4 separate regions of the Mus musculus genome follow, and all the other regions are linked to region 4. Evidence: chromatin contacts called from public HiChIP or PLAC-seq and promoter capture Hi-C data. All regions are on one chromosome and are shown on one strand. Each heading gives the region's core, a stretch centred on a gene start, on an enhancer-like site or on the middle of the called end of the contact. The rest is flanking DNA. Distances are from core to core; before and after follow the strand shown.

What was found. Promoter capture Hi-C pulls out the DNA fragments that hold promoters and counts their contacts. HiChIP or PLAC-seq counts read pairs in DNA pulled down with a chosen protein or histone mark.
Region 1: a promoter capture Hi-C map of embryonic stem cells shows a contact between it and region 4, with 46 read pairs. The contact joins the promoter of D930007P13Rik here to the promoter of Hoxc4 in region 4. A contact is called at or near these places in 2 of 39 promoter capture datasets (cranial neural crest and embryonic stem cells), 1 of 15 datasets of contacts at CTCF or cohesin (the NIH/3T3 cell line), 6 of 484 Hi-C or Micro-C datasets (bone marrow-derived macrophages, differentiating embryonic stem cells, embryonic fibroblasts and 2 more), 15 of 115 datasets of contacts at active chromatin or transcription factors (acute myeloid leukemia, craniofacial prominence, embryonic basal ganglia and 8 more) and 3 of 9 other capture datasets (adipose tissue, liver and pancreatic islet).
Region 2: a CTCF HiChIP or PLAC-seq map of the NIH/3T3 cell line shows a contact between it and region 4, with 16 read pairs. The contact joins the enhancer-like site here to the promoter of Hoxc4 in region 4. A contact is called at or near these places in 1 of 39 promoter capture datasets (embryonic stem cells), 1 of 15 datasets of contacts at CTCF or cohesin (the NIH/3T3 cell line), 15 of 484 Hi-C or Micro-C datasets (the Ba/F3 cell line, the G1E-ER4 cell line, LSK cells and 10 more), 12 of 115 datasets of contacts at active chromatin or transcription factors (craniofacial prominence, embryonic basal ganglia, embryonic forebrain and 6 more) and 2 of 9 other capture datasets (adipose tissue and liver).
Region 3: a contact with region 4 is called in a promoter capture Hi-C map of embryonic stem cells, with 31 read pairs. The contact joins the promoter of Hoxc11 here to the promoter of Hoxc4 in region 4. A contact is called at or near these places in 9 of 39 promoter capture datasets (cranial neural crest, embryonic stem cells, frontonasal cranial neural crest and 5 more), 2 of 484 Hi-C or Micro-C datasets (embryonic heart and pancreatic cancer cells), 8 of 115 datasets of contacts at active chromatin or transcription factors (craniofacial prominence, embryonic basal ganglia, embryonic forebrain and 2 more) and 2 of 9 other capture datasets (adipose tissue and pancreatic islet).

Annotation. Positions count from the first base shown.
Region 1 is chr15:103,145,373-103,148,769 of GRCm38.p6, reverse strand. D930007P13Rik (Riken cDNA D930007P13 gene) reads left to right here and starts at 1,942. Exons shown (of 7, transcript NR_045743.1): 1 at 1,942-2,456; 2 at 3,170-3,255.
Region 2 is chr15:103,126,200-103,129,618 of GRCm38.p6, reverse strand. It overlaps D930007P13Rik (Riken cDNA D930007P13 gene), which reads left to right. Exons shown (of 7, transcript NR_045743.1): 4 at 2,581-2,660; 5 at 3,381-3,419. Among named protein-coding and RNA genes, the nearest start is that of D930007P13Rik, 19 kb to the left of the region's middle. Within about 2 kb of position 1,423, at least 26 of the 459 cell types and tissues checked have an H3K27ac peak or open chromatin away from gene starts, as enhancers often do. A contact at or near this core is called in the G1E-ER4 cell line, the NIH/3T3 cell line and embryonic limb bud, where this site is marked.
Region 3 is chr15:102,953,112-102,956,716 of GRCm38.p6, reverse strand. It overlaps Hoxc11 (homeobox C11), which reads right to left and starts at 2,191. Exons shown (of 2, transcript NM_001024842.1): 1 at 1,510-2,191; 2 at 16-248. The coding sequence starts at 2,191. The coding sequence ends at 16.
Region 4 is chr15:103,033,005-103,036,108 of GRCm38.p6, reverse strand. Hoxc4 (homeobox C4) reads right to left here and starts at 1,714. Exons shown (of 2, transcript NM_013553.2): 1 at 948-1,714; 2 at 1-472. The coding sequence starts at 1,386. The coding sequence ends at 117. All of the region lies in intron 2 of Gm30528 (a long non-coding RNA gene), which reads left to right.

The sequences.
Region 1 (3,397 bases), core at 693-3,192, 110 kb before region 4:
GTTTTTCAAGACAGGGTATCTCTGTGTAGATCTTGGCTCTCCTGGAACTCACTCTGTCGACCAGGCTGGCCTCGAACTCAGAAATCCACCTGCCTCTGCCTCCCAACTGCTGGGATCAAAGGCGTGCGCCACCACTGCCCGGCTAAATAAATAAATCTTAAAAACAAACAAGCAAACAAACAACAACAACAACAACAAATGGTACTGGAAAGGCAGCTTGGTCATAGTTGAGGCCAAGAGCTAGTAGCAGAGTGGGAAAAAGAATAGAGATTAGAGCTTGTGGCCTATCTCAAACCAACTTTCAGCTCTCCTAGTGTTCCTATTTAGAATGCCAGTCCCTCTCCTTCCCTCCGATATTTCCCCAGAGAAGTAAATTCAACTGGAGCATGAGACATTGAGGTTAGACACATGGATCGACTGCCCAGCAATGGCCATCAGATGATGCAGAAATAAGTTGCTTAGGGGGAAACCAATTGCTTTTCTTTTCAGAAGCCTGATTGTCAGCCTGCCTGAACCTACACTTTAGCAGACAAGGTTGAATTAGCCTGTGTGTGAGGATACTTTCTCTTCTCTGATTGGGCCCTCATGCTCTCAGATACAATGCAAGCAGGTCAGCTGCAATAGAATCTCCCCCACCCCCACCCCCCCGTACATTTTGCCTGTTCTTCTGTCCCCACAGCCCCGCTCAGATCCTCAAGTCTCCGGGCCCTGCTCGCAGAAGGGATGGCGGAGAGCCCAGAATGGTCCTCTGCGGGGACCTGTGCCAAGCCAGGTTGCCATTTCCATTTTCATTAATTGAAGTGGCGTAATCCTGATCATCTCAGGTCAACAGTTAACTGTTGCTGGCTGGGAGCCTGTGGAGAACTGCCTATGCAGGACGTGCTCTCCTCCCTAACCTTAACCCTTGACCCTAACCTCCACGGTGCTGACTTCTTAGCTAGCTCCCCACCTCACACACATGGCCAACCTCACCTCTTGGGATTCCAGTTTCTATCCTCTCAGGAAGGCCCTCCTGGTGTCTATCTGCTATCCCGCTTGTTGTAATTGGGACTCAATTTTCTTTCTTTGTTCGGTTTAAAAAACATCCTTACAAATGCAGTTGCCTCTTGAAGCTTCCTGTGCTGTGGTTTGGGAGGACAGTATGTCGCTGAACAAAAGGTTTTGTTTTCCAACCCTGAATAGGCAAAGCAAATAGGTGGTGGTCTGGCTGAGTGTAAGAGTGAACACAGGCTTCCCTTCTTACTCAGCTTTGGGGAGGGTCTCTGCCTTACCCTATGAGGGTCATGCTTTGGCATCCTTTCTGCCCATGCTTGGCAGTGTCGCTTTGTGAGTGTCATTACCCCGGGAGAGGTCAGGTGATGTTTTGTCTTGCAGCATGAGTGTGTTAATACACATTTGTGTACTTCTGTGGTTCTAGGGACCATATTTGTTTGCCATTCTTAATCTTCCAGATGGACACTGGTATAAGTGAGTGTAGCCAATTTTTGCTGCTGCTATGTCTTTGTGCGTCTTCAGGATGTGTGTGTGTGTGTTCGTGCGTAGCCTCTTAGTTTTCAGTCTTCATAGGCTGATGTCTTTCTGAGTGTCCTCTGGCCGGGTTCAGAAGGGAGGGAGAGAAGCGTCGGAGGCAAAGGATTGGGCAGGAGGGGGTGCGTGGCAATCTGTGACTCGGAAAACAGACGTGCAGCGCGTGCGGGGCGGAGGCGGGGGCACTCTGGCCCCCAGCTCCTCCGCAATCCAATTAAATAACATTTAAATGCATAACCAGCCCGCGCGCCGATGAGGCTGGAGATTGGAGCGGGCGCGGCGGCGGGCTGCGCGGGCGGCGTTTTGTGGAGCTCAGCGATTCTGGCGGCAATTTCCCCGCGCCGCGCGGCTTTTACGAGCCCGCTCCCGGCGCCCGCCCGCTCCGCTGAGCCCGCCGCCTCCGCCCGCCTCAGTCTGCCTCCGCCCGCGCAGCCCGGCAGCGTGTGGTCCTGCTGCCCGCGCCGCCCCGCCTGTTCCTCTTCGGAGCTGTCCTGGGCTCCTTACTTCCAAAGCCTACCTACCTTAATCCTTTGGACAGAGCGCCCAGCCCTCAGTGCATTGCTGCTTTTCACCTGCTGGCTGCATCCACCTCTGACCTGGACCCCTTTTGGCCTGTGCAATTCCGCTCTATCTCTGGGTCACTGGCTCTGCACAGCTTGTGTTTCTCTCTGCCTCAGTTTACTCTCTTAGGCCTCCTGTGCCCTTTACCTTGAGCCCTTCCCTTTCCTCTTCAAGCCTACATCCTAGCACCAGAGTAAGAGGCTTGAAGGAGAGGCAGAAGGTGGTGGTAACAAGTGCATGGTTGGAAGAGGTGGCTTCTTCTCTGTATCCTTTCAGCATAGAAAGGACCGGCCTGTTCATTCAGGACCATCAGACGGCTCCTGTCCAGAAGTCCTGAGATTGATAGATGTGGGTCCATCAGCCCTGAGGTTAGTATGAAAGGGGCCACTTGCTGAAGAACCAAGAGCAGCCCCACCCCGAGATCCCTGATCTTCTGAAGACAGAATCCCAGGAAGACAGAAAGCAAGACAAGCCATTTCATGTCTTGTGTGGTACCCGACTCCCCTGTTTCATCTTCCCGTTCCCTCCCTTGCATATCTGTGTTCTGCCCCCCAACATATGGAACCTGGCATTTACCATATGCTGACGACCCAGGCAGATTTAGGGAAGATCTTTCCTGGCAGACAAACAGCAAGGGGAAACCCTCCTGCGAGCAGTCTGGCATGCTGGAGGAATGGCATTGAGGCCGGTATGGCTGGAGCAGGGAAAATAAGGAAGGGAATGAGCTGTGGCTTCTAAGAGGTCACAGAAAGCTAATCACGATCATGTGGGGACTAATGAGTCACAGCTAAACTTGCACTTCCACTCTGAATGGACAGGGAGCCATTGGAGAGTCAGGGCCTGAGAGTGATATGCATACTCCCCTTGACTACTCAATGCTGTCATGTTGAGAATGCAGTGGGAAACAAGGACGTCCAAGAGTGCACTGTAGCAGCAAGGAGAGAGTGGGGCCTGGATGAATGTTGCAGAGTCAGCTCGGGGTGGGGGTGGGGGGTGGTTGCGGTGAGTCAGATGGGAACCGTGGAAGCAGCATCATCAAGGAAAAACTAAGAGGTTTTTGTGTTGTTTTGTTTCCTACCAGTGACCAGAACATGGAACTTGTCATTACCTGGTATCATGGAATACCAAGGAGCTGGCATCAGGAGACATGCTTTGGACACATTTAGTGTGAGATGCCTGCTAAAGATCCAAGTAGAGGAGGCTCATGGGTCTTAGTTTCCTGTGAAGACTAGGCTGGCGATAGAGATTTAGGAGTCCTCAGTGATACTGGGTGTGATCCTTCAGGGGTCCAAAGACAAGAGCACAGATA
Region 2 (3,419 bases), core at 174-2,673, 94 kb before region 4:
ATTCTGTTTCTCTTCCCCTTGACAACTGCTGGGGGAGAATCTGCCCTTCCATCCCTTAGAACCAGCCCTGTGACTTGGCATCAGGCCTTCTCAGGTCCCCACTGGGATGCCGGGGCTGCAGAAGCTTGGCAAGTTTCCAGTGGGCGCCCCTGGTGAGGTCTGCTGCTGCTGCTACCTCAGGGACCGGAGTTTCCCATCACCCTGGGTTCCCATACTTCTGTCTTCCGGCCCACAGCCAAGATATCCTGCCTTCCATCCCCGACCCTGACCTCTGGAGCCCTTCTTAGCCTGAGAACAGGCTCCTTGTTTTATCACCCTACTCTGAGAATACTGAGGCTGGAATTCTAAGAGACCAGAAAAACTCTTCCAAAGTGTGAAGAAGGGGGAGGGCTCCTGAGTGAATGAGACCCCCATCCTACATTTCTGCTTCTGACTAGCCCTCATTTTCCCACATCACCCCTGGGAGAGGAGTTGGTGGAGGCTGCAGAGAGTACCCCCAAACTTCTGAGCTTCACATACCTTACCGACAGGAGATGTTCCTTGCAGGGAGCTGAAGGGGAGTCAGTACCTGTGCAAGGCACCCTAGGGTCCTGTCCCTTACATCTCCCACTCTCTTGTGGTCCCTAAGGATCTTGGATATATCCAGAGACCAAGGAGCGGCTGCCCCTCAGTCCTGCTCTAGAGAGAAGAAGAGAAAGGCCATGGGAAAATCCCTGGGAAAAAAAAAGTTAAGGAAGGGTGGTGGCTCCCTCCTCCCAGCAGCCTAATAAAATCCACCTTTGAAGACAGGCAGAAGAACCCAGGGGGTGAAGTTGAGGGCAGAGGAGGGTCTGTGGTTGCTGGGGGCTGAAATTGCTCTTAGTGAGTCCTGGCAAGATCCCAAAAAGGAAAATGCCAGGGCTCTGTAAGTAAAGTTTGGCTGTGAGCATGAATATCAGAGAATCTCATCTTGAGTAGGTGTGAGGGCCCCAGAGGCTGGAGCTGAGTCACACATTTCTTACTTTATGAGATATTTGCTTACAGGAGACCCAGAGAGGGAAAAGATCCAGGCTGAGTCACACAGCATTTGTGTGTTCCTCATTGTTGGCTGGGCCTGGCTTTCTCCTGCTTTCTCTCTTTTCCTTCATATAAATTTAAAAATACTTCTGTTCTCCACTCTCAGCAAACACTATGCTTATTCCAAACACTCTTCCTCCTCAATAGTTACCTGTGAACTTTGACCTCAGGAATCCACTTTGGGGAGGGCACTTGGAGAAAACAAGATAGATCTCCTTAACTCTCCCAAGGGCTTGCAGGTGGCCTGCTAAATTGCCCCTTCAAAGGAAAATTAAAGCAATGTGTGTTTTATGGAGTGCTGTTTTGGGCTGTAGCTAGGGTGGAGTTACAGGCTCAGGACTGAGGCATGTCGGGGTGAGATACCTGGACCAGCAGAGCCCAACATGTCTGCTTCACTCCCTGGTACCCCACTTCCTGTCAGAGTAGACAAGCCCAAAGAACCTACCCCAGGAACTACTTCCTGTAGTATTTTTTTCTCTCACAAGGAAGCCCTGGGAAGCACATGTCCCCTCTGGGGCCCCACCTCTTGGATTTCTGAGACCACATTGCCAGGGTCTAAGCCTGGGATCTGTAACACCCCAGGGTATTTTTCTGACAGGCTGCCAGTGTAGAGAAAAGAGGACCCCTCTGTTTAGGCTCCAGGCCATCTTGCTCTTGGCCCTGCAGTGTTTCCTTCTGACAGTCAAACTAATTTTTTGTTTCTTTTCCTTTTTCTTTTTCTCTCTATTTTTGGCTTTGCGACAGGGGTTCATTTAACCCATGATGGTTTGGAATTTGATATGTAGCCAAGGATGTTCTGGAATTTCTGACTCCTACCTTTACTTCCTGAGTGCTGGGAATACATGCTTATATCGCCACACCCATCTTATAACGTGGTGAGGATTGAACCCAGGGCTTTGGGCATTTTAGGCCAACACTTTACCAACTCTTCAGCTCCTAGGTCCCCGTTTGTTGTGGGATTCAGAGTGAGTCATTTTGTTTTCCTTTTCGTTCTTTATTTCCAGGGAGGTCTTTTTGAAAAGAGGATCTAAAGTAATCATTCCTAATAGAATGCTCGTGGCAGAGGAAGCCCCAGTCTGCTTGTTATGGTTTTAATATGAAATATTTCCCCACAGGCTTGCATGTGGAACCAATTGGTCCCCAGCTGGGGGCGCTGTTTTAGGGTGTGATGGAAACATTAGGAGGTGGAGCTTAGATGGAGGAAGGCAACTGGGGCATACCTCTGGAGGGTCCTGTTCCTGGTTTCCATAAGCTGAGTAACTCTGTCCTCTACATCATCACAGCTATGATGCTCTGCTCCACTGGACACAGTGTTGCCCAGGCCATAGTTAAAGGCCTGAAACTGTGAGCAGAGACATGGCCTTTGAAGTTGTTCCTCAAGTCATTGTCTCAGTGACAGAAAACCCAACACTACCCCAGATGAATTCTTCATTGTTCAACTAAGGGCAAGGGCATGTCTCAGGGAAAGAGCCTGGGTAAAAGAAAATCTAGGTTCTGATTCTGACCCAAGTCTCTTCTTTTTAGGCCTTATTTTTCCCATGTGTAAGACATGGAGCTGGAATCCGTGAACTTCAAAGGTCCTTTAGAGGTGGCTGAAAGCCTAGGTAAATGAGTGCAGGACAATGATAATAGCCAATGTATTTGACCCCTAGAATGTGCTCGGTCCTACGTGTTGTGCATTTTCCATAGGCTGTCCTATTTAAGATTCAACCACATGATTATATAGCATTATGTAATTGCATAGTGAGACTTGTTCTCCAGAAGAAAAAGTCCTATGAGTAAAATAAGACACAGAGAAGCTAAGTAACTGAGGACTTCTTTTTTGGTTTTGTTTTGTTTTCTTATTTTGAGAGAGGGCCTTACTGTGTAGTTCAGTCTGATTTTGAACCGGAGATCCTCCTTCTTCAGCCTCCCGAGTCCTGGGATTGCAGGCATGTGCTGCCATACCAAGCTCTAAATCGTGGCTTCTTGGAGGAGGCCTTGTAAAGCTGAGAGGAGGTTTAGCTTTGTAGAGAGGGACTCCAGGAAGCTCTGAGGGTTCCTGGCCAGAGCATCACACGTATAATGCTATAGAAGAGCTCTTCCCTGGGTTAGGGATGTAGCTCTACGGTAGAACACTTCTCAAGCATCAGTGAGGCCTCCAAGAACTGAGAAAAGAAAGGCTTGCTCTTTAGCCAAATGTGGTAGCACACATCTCCAATCCCAGCACTTGGAGTCTTAGGCAAGAGGATCATGGGTTTGAGGCTGGCCTCTGTTACATAGTGAGACTTGTTCTCTCCAGAAGAAAAAGTCCAAAGCCCTTGTTTGTCTCTCATCTGCACCAGGAGGCCCTGTGCCAGGAACTGGAGTAGCCCAGCCCACAG
Region 3 (3,605 bases), core at 942-3,441, 80 kb after region 4:
GGGTCAGGTCTGCAGTTACAGCAGTGGATTTCCTGAAAAATACTGCAGCCGGTCTCTGCTCAGTTTTTTTTCTTTCATTCTCCTGTTCTGAAACCAAATTTTCACTTGTCGGTCTGTCAGGTTCAGCATCCGGGACAGCTGCAGCCGCTTCTCTTTGTTGATGTACACGTTGAAGAAAAACTCTCGCTCCAGTTCCCGGATCTGGAATTTCGAATAAGGGCAGCGCTTCTTGCGGGTGCGGGGGGCGTCTGGAGGGAGGGGAAGGGCAAGTGCGAGGAGAGGGGAAAGAGACACGTGAGACCCCGGGAGACCCCAGCCAACCCAGTCGCTGAAAGCTCAGCTACACAGCTCCCAGTCCCGCTGCCGGGCAGCCCTCCCTCTAGGCCGGCGGCTCCTCTTCCGTATCCGCTGCGCTGGGGCAAGCCTTGATCCCACCGCCAGGTTCACTGAGAACCTAGTTCCCCCTGCCCCTCAGGCCAGAGCCCTAGCTGACAAGGTCTGAGGGTGGAGGAAAGCCTGCCTGAGCCACGTGCTTTCCCTGGGGTGCTCTGTCTGCTCCTGGTCGCTGCCCTTGCCCTTTCCAAGCCGCCCTCCTAATGCTTCTGCAAATCCAGGATCCCTTCCTCCAGAAATCGGAGGGAACCGCGGAGAATCGGCGCGAAGGAGTGAGATCAGGAGAGAGCAGTGAGGAATCGGGAGCAAACTAGCCCGTAGAGGTAGCAGGACACCTACGAGCCTCCTGTGGTGCCCTGGCGCCCTGGGACACCCAGCCGCTTGCCTGCCCCAGGCTTGCGTACAGTCAGGCTGGGCCTACCCAGAGAGAGGCCTCGGACCCTGGAGAGCCACCGCTACCTTCCCCTGCAGAGCAAGGGAATCTCTGATTCTTTCCCCACTCTCCTGCCACCGCCAAACCCCGGCTTGCCCCGGTTTCTTCTCAAAGACCCGCGAACACGTAATTTGAACATTTTTAAAAGTCGTTTTAAAAAGAAGAGGAGCGGCCTTGGAGAGCTTCCCTGGACTCCAGTTCTGCCGCGTCGCTTCTGTTCCTTACCTCTCCCCTTCTCTGGATTTCTCCCAGTCTGTCCCTCGCCCTCCCCTTTCCCCCTCCACCCCTCCCCTCCCTCCCAACCCCCCAGCAGTCCGACTCCCCATCCTTTCTTAAACGCTCCTCTAAGTTCACGATCAAAGTTAATATCGCCCGCAATGGTGGCACTTTTAAAAATTTCACAGACCGAGGGAGATAACGGAGGAGGGGGGCTCACCCGGCTTTTCCAAAGAGCCCCTTTCCCTCCCTCCCCACCCCTTCTCCATCGTAAAAAGTCGAGTCGTTGGGAGAGAGGGCTTTGTAGGTTATAATAAAATCCTTTGAATGCTTATAAAACTCCACATAAAATCAGACTGACCCAAAACACGAGGCTGTCCGCGCTCCCCTGCCCCCCCCCACTACTCCAGCCCTCCCTCTCCGCTCCCTCCCTCGCTGCCCTCGGGTTCCCGGCCGCTGCTACCTACTGGGGGCGGCTCCCTTGGCCGGCTCCTTGGTCGCCGAGTGGGAAGAACCGGACGAGCTGGGATTCGTGTTCTCCTCCTCGGCCTCGGCCTCAGCACCGGCCTCTGCCCGGGACGCAAGTCCCGAGGCGGGGGGCGCCTCAGGCTCCCCCTTGGCCTCGCCCTTGCCGGAGCAGGGGGGCTCGGCGGGCGCATCTCCCCCACCGCAGTAGGCGTTGTCGAAGAAGCGGTCGAAAGCTTGGGGCAAGACGCTGTTCTTGTTGACTGAGGAGTAGAAGCCGGCGGGGGCCGCGTGCGGGGCGCTGGGGTGGTGGTGGCCGCCGTAGGAGCCTTCATTTTTCATGAGGATCTCAGTGACTGTGGAAGGAGGCAGGCACTCCCGGTGCATAAGCTCGTCGGCCGCCGCATAACAAGACGAGTAGCTGTTCCGATGGTGCCACTTCCCGGACGGTTCCAGGCCGTAGGAGACCTCCCGGACCGGGGGCACTTGGGCTGAGTAGGGATAAGAAATCTGACGAGAGGGAGCCTGGGGTAGGAAGGAAGAGACGGTGGAGAACTCAGGCACGTAGTAAGTGCAACTGGGCAGATAGAGGTTGGAGGTGCAGCTCCCTCGTTCGCCGAAGTCAGCGCCCCTCTCCTTGCGCGAAGGCGAGCAGAAGTTGCCCAGGTTGACCGAGTTAAACATCGTTCTCTTCTCCTGCCTCCTCCGGCTGGAGGTTTTGGACCCGATCTAGCGAGGGGGGAAATTTTGGGAAGGCGAGATGACGCGTTATCCGTCTTAGTCTCTCTCCCCGAGCACGTGATCCAAAGTAGATATTGTCATATATCAGTTCGGAGCACTTCGCAGACGTAGGAGGGGTTCTCTCTTAGGTAAGATCGGGGACGTTCAGGCGATTGGTTTGCAAACACCGCAGAAACATTATGAAAATCAATTGCAGATTTGTATTCGTTTTTCTCTCGTCACTCCCCTCCTCTCCATTCCACAGAGCGAGAAAAGGAGGAGAGAGAGAGAGGGTTGGGGTGGGGTGGGCGGTGGGATGGGCGGGGGCGGTGGCTGGGAGGGGGTAATTGTATTTTTTTTTAACTGCTGTTCTTTTCCCCCCTAGGATTGGGGGAAGGAGAAGGGTTTTCCGTTTCGGGGTCTTGGTCCCCTCCTTATGACAAGCTGGGGGGCGGGGGGTAAAAGAAAGGGTCTTTTCCTGCCTGATTTCCCCGGAAATATTGGATGCTTCCCAACAAGTTTCAGGGACTCTTAACCCTCTACCTGAAGAATCAGAGCTTGTTCATAAGAAGTCCTTTATATTACTTTCCTGACCAGAATAAGGTGCGCTCCCTTATAGGACAGGCTCCCAGGAAGAGTATCTGAAGTTTCCCAAAGGTGAGGCAGCCCAGCTATGAGCCAGTGTCCCAACTTTGTCTAGCTTGCTGTGCTGCCGCTGGCTAGGGACTCCTATTAGTCATAAACCAGTGGTGAGCAGTGCGCCAGCCGCCCAGCCGGTGCCTGGCGAAGTCTGGGAAAAACCTTCTCTAATGTTGTGTTAAATATTTAGTATGAGAGAGTGGCCCTGGGTGAATATTTCATGCCTGCCTTTATTGTCAATCAATGTGCAGAAAGCTACATTCACTGTGGATTTTAAAATCCCAAACCCCAAAGAAAAAGATTTAGAGTGAGAGTCATCTATCTTCTCTATCTGGGGCCCTTCGGGTTGGGAGCTCAGCTTCAGCTAATAGGCTGAAAAGAAGGCTGGCAATAAGGTCCAGGCAGGATGTATGCTAAGGGAACTACATTTGGAGAGGTTTTTTTTTTTTTAATGATTTGGGGAGCTTAGGTGGGTAGAGGTGTCTATCTCTAATACCAATCAAAAAGTAGGCAGGGTAGGGCCTGAAGTCCCCAGCCTCTTTCACTCCTATTTCTTCTCTACATCTCAGTCCAACCCTGCCCTTCTCCAAGTCTATAAACCCTCCTTGCTGGACCGCTGTGTCCATAGGGGAATACTCAATGACTCCTTAAACCTCCAGTCCCTTTGGCTATTACAACATACATCTGGGCATCTGAATATAACTTTATGGAAATGTTCTGGGCTGGATCCATGGTGCCC
Region 4 (3,104 bases), core at 465-2,964:
AAGAGAGAGAAAAGAACCAAAATATATATATATATATTAAATTCTATAAATAAGAGTCAATTTGTGTGTGAGGGGGGCACGGAGCACAGGGTGGGGGCAGGGGTGTAAGTTATGTCTTATAACCTGGTGATGTCCTCTGCCCGTTGCTGCTCCGGCGGCGTGGCGCTCTGGGAGTGGTCTTCAGAAGTGCCGGGGGTGGCTGCCGAGAGGGTGCTGGGCGCAGCGCCGGCCGGGGGCGCTGACCTCACTTTGGTGTTGGGGAGTCGGTGGTCCTTCTTCCATTTCATACGACGGTTTTGGAACCAGATTTTGATCTGCCTCTCAGAGAGGCACAGCGAGTGGGCGATCTCGATCCTTCTCCTTCGGGTCAGGTAGCGGTTGTAATGAAACTCTTTCTCTAATTCCAGGACCTGCTGCCGGGTGTAGGCTGTCCTCGAGCGCTTGGGCTCCCCTCCGTTATAATTGGGGTTCACTGGGGAAGGGGGAGGGGAAGCAAATAGTGGGGTTCAGAGGCAGCAGGCTCCCTGCCCCCACCCTCACCCCATCCTCAGCTTTGAGGAACAGGAGGGAGTGGTGGAAATAAAGTCATCAAGCTAAATGGGTTATAAAGAAGTTGAAGGAAGCTAGAGACTTTGTAGTGTAATAAGAGGGGAATCCTCATTGTAACGACACTGAATTATTTATGCGCCCTTAGAAAGCAAGCATAGTTTTCACACATACATAACAGATCGTAGCACATGGCTCGGACTGCCCAGAGTAGCTAAGCCATAAAATTTATGGGGGATGTAATTACCCATTCTCGCTCGTAAATCCAGTTCAATTGTGCTAACCCAGAGTCGCTCCTGGAGAGAGAGGGGGAAGGAGAGAAAGGAGGACGGGGCCAGAGGGGGCCAGGGAGGGTGGGGAGCGCCGGGAAAGGGAGGGGGGCAAAAAGCAAAGTTGCCTACCCGTGCTAACGTGAATTTTTTTCATCCAAGGGTAGACTATGGGTTGCTTGCTGGCGGCGCTGGAGGGATGGTCAGGGGCTGGCTGGCTGCAGGCTGGCGGGGCTGGGGACGGGGAGGCAGAGGTGCCTGAGAGAGGCGCCGGCTCGCAGAGCGGCTGCGATTTCTCAGGGTGGTGGTGGCCCGCCTGGGCCGGCCCGTGGGCTCGCGAATTGCCAGGCCCCTGGAGACTGGTGCAGCTATACTGACGCTCAGGGTAGCTAGGGCGCGGAGGCGGTGGTGGGTACAGCTCCTGGTGGTGATGCTGGAATCCCGATTCCCTGGTCCGGCCGTAATATTCCGGACTGTGTTCAGGGATGTAGCTATTTTGCGAATATTCTTCGCATGGAGGAAATTTCGGATCGATGTAGTTAGAGTCCATCAAATACGAGCTCATGATCATTAATTTCTGGAGTGGAAAATAATTTTTCTCGCTTTGTCGTTTTTCTGCTCCATAAAGCCCTCCTACTAGCTAGCGACCCTGTAAAGTTACTTTCACCATGTGACTCCGCCGGCCAATCACACCGAGCAACCCAGTCCCCGGATAAGGAACCGAATCGCTTTATTCAAAATGTATCCAATTTTTTGTGTATGTGGTGGTGGTGCTGCTGCTGCTGGGGGTGGGGGTGGGGGATGGCTGGCAGAAGCTGGGGTGCTCACCATTGCACACCCCACCAGACTGACAATCCTTCCTTGCTAAAGATGGGTGGCTCCCAGCTCGACTCCAATGTTTGGGCACTGGGGGCTGTCGGGAGGCTGTGATCTAGCCCCCGCCCAGAGTCTCCTCTCCGGCCTCCAGTGGGCCCCGTGGGCCTCAGCTCCAGTGCCTTTCCAGTGGTCTCCATTATGGCAATCGTGTTGCAGTCTGTGTAGGTCACAGGGCAGCGCCCCTCTTTCGCAGGAAGAGGAAGTTCAATGAGGGCTTCAGTGCAGGTTGGATGGGGAGGGGCCGAGGTTGAGCTTAGAAGGCTGGAGAGCCTGAACTGCCCTACCCCATTCACGGATCCTCAAGTCCATTTCCCCTATCCCATACACACTCACCCAACCCTCTTGGCCAAGGGGCCTTGGAGACAGGGTCCCAGCAGTACTAGGCAGGTTGAGGCAGCGGGATACAAATGATCCTGATGTCATTTCTGGAAGTCTAGGGCTTGAGCCCCCTCTGAAGAAAGACAGGAAGTGGTTGGCAAAAGCAGATTTCAGAAATCTTGACACCCCTGCTACCCACTGTCCTTCCCGGCCCAGGCCCCAGAGCCCAGAGCCCAGAGCAGAGATCTACTACTGATGACTCTTGTGTGACTCCTGCTCCCTGGCCTTCTGACTTCTCACAGCACCTGCCAGAATGGTGAAAGAGAGAGAGAGAGAGAGAGAGAGAGAGAGAGAGAGAGAGAGAGAGAGAGAAAGGAGAAGGAGAAAGAAGGAGGAGAAAGAAGGAGGAGGAGGAAGGAGGAGGAGGAGGAAGGAGGAGGAGGAGGAAGGAGAAGGAAGAAGAAGAAGAAGAAGAAGAAGAAGAAGAAGAAGAAGAAGAAGAAGAAGAAGAAGAAGAAGAAGAAGAAGAAGAAAAGATGAGACATTTGCCAGGAGTCAGTGCCCTGACCCAAGGCCCTGAGAGTTTTTCCTCCATGTCTTACCCTCAAGGGAAGCCTGTGTGGGCAGAGCCTGCTTGCTTCCAATCTGAGACTATATCCGTGTAACACGTGTGTTTACATGTAAACACATATTCCCAAGGGCCAGCTCCAGGCTGCCTTCCAAAAAGAAGAGGTGAGGTAACTACTCTTTGGAGGCAGGGCAGGGGTCTCTGGCCTATTCTTGCCCTGCTCCCTCCCTCTGTCACCCACACACACAGAATATCCTCACGGGAGGTGGCAGAGTCAGGGAAGAGAGATGGGGCAAGGAAGGACTATTTTTCCAGCCACTGGTTCCTTAGCTAAGGGTGGCCTCCTCGTCATCGGACTCCAATTAAGTGATCTTCTATAACTCAGAGTTGGGGGGGGGGGCAGCAGAGGGGAAAGCCCAGGGTGGGAGCCAGGTCTCCTTGTTGTACTTGATAACAATTATAGTTTAAAATCATAGCTTGCCGGGGCTCGGCTATATTTTACTTGATAACAATAAAAGTGACACATA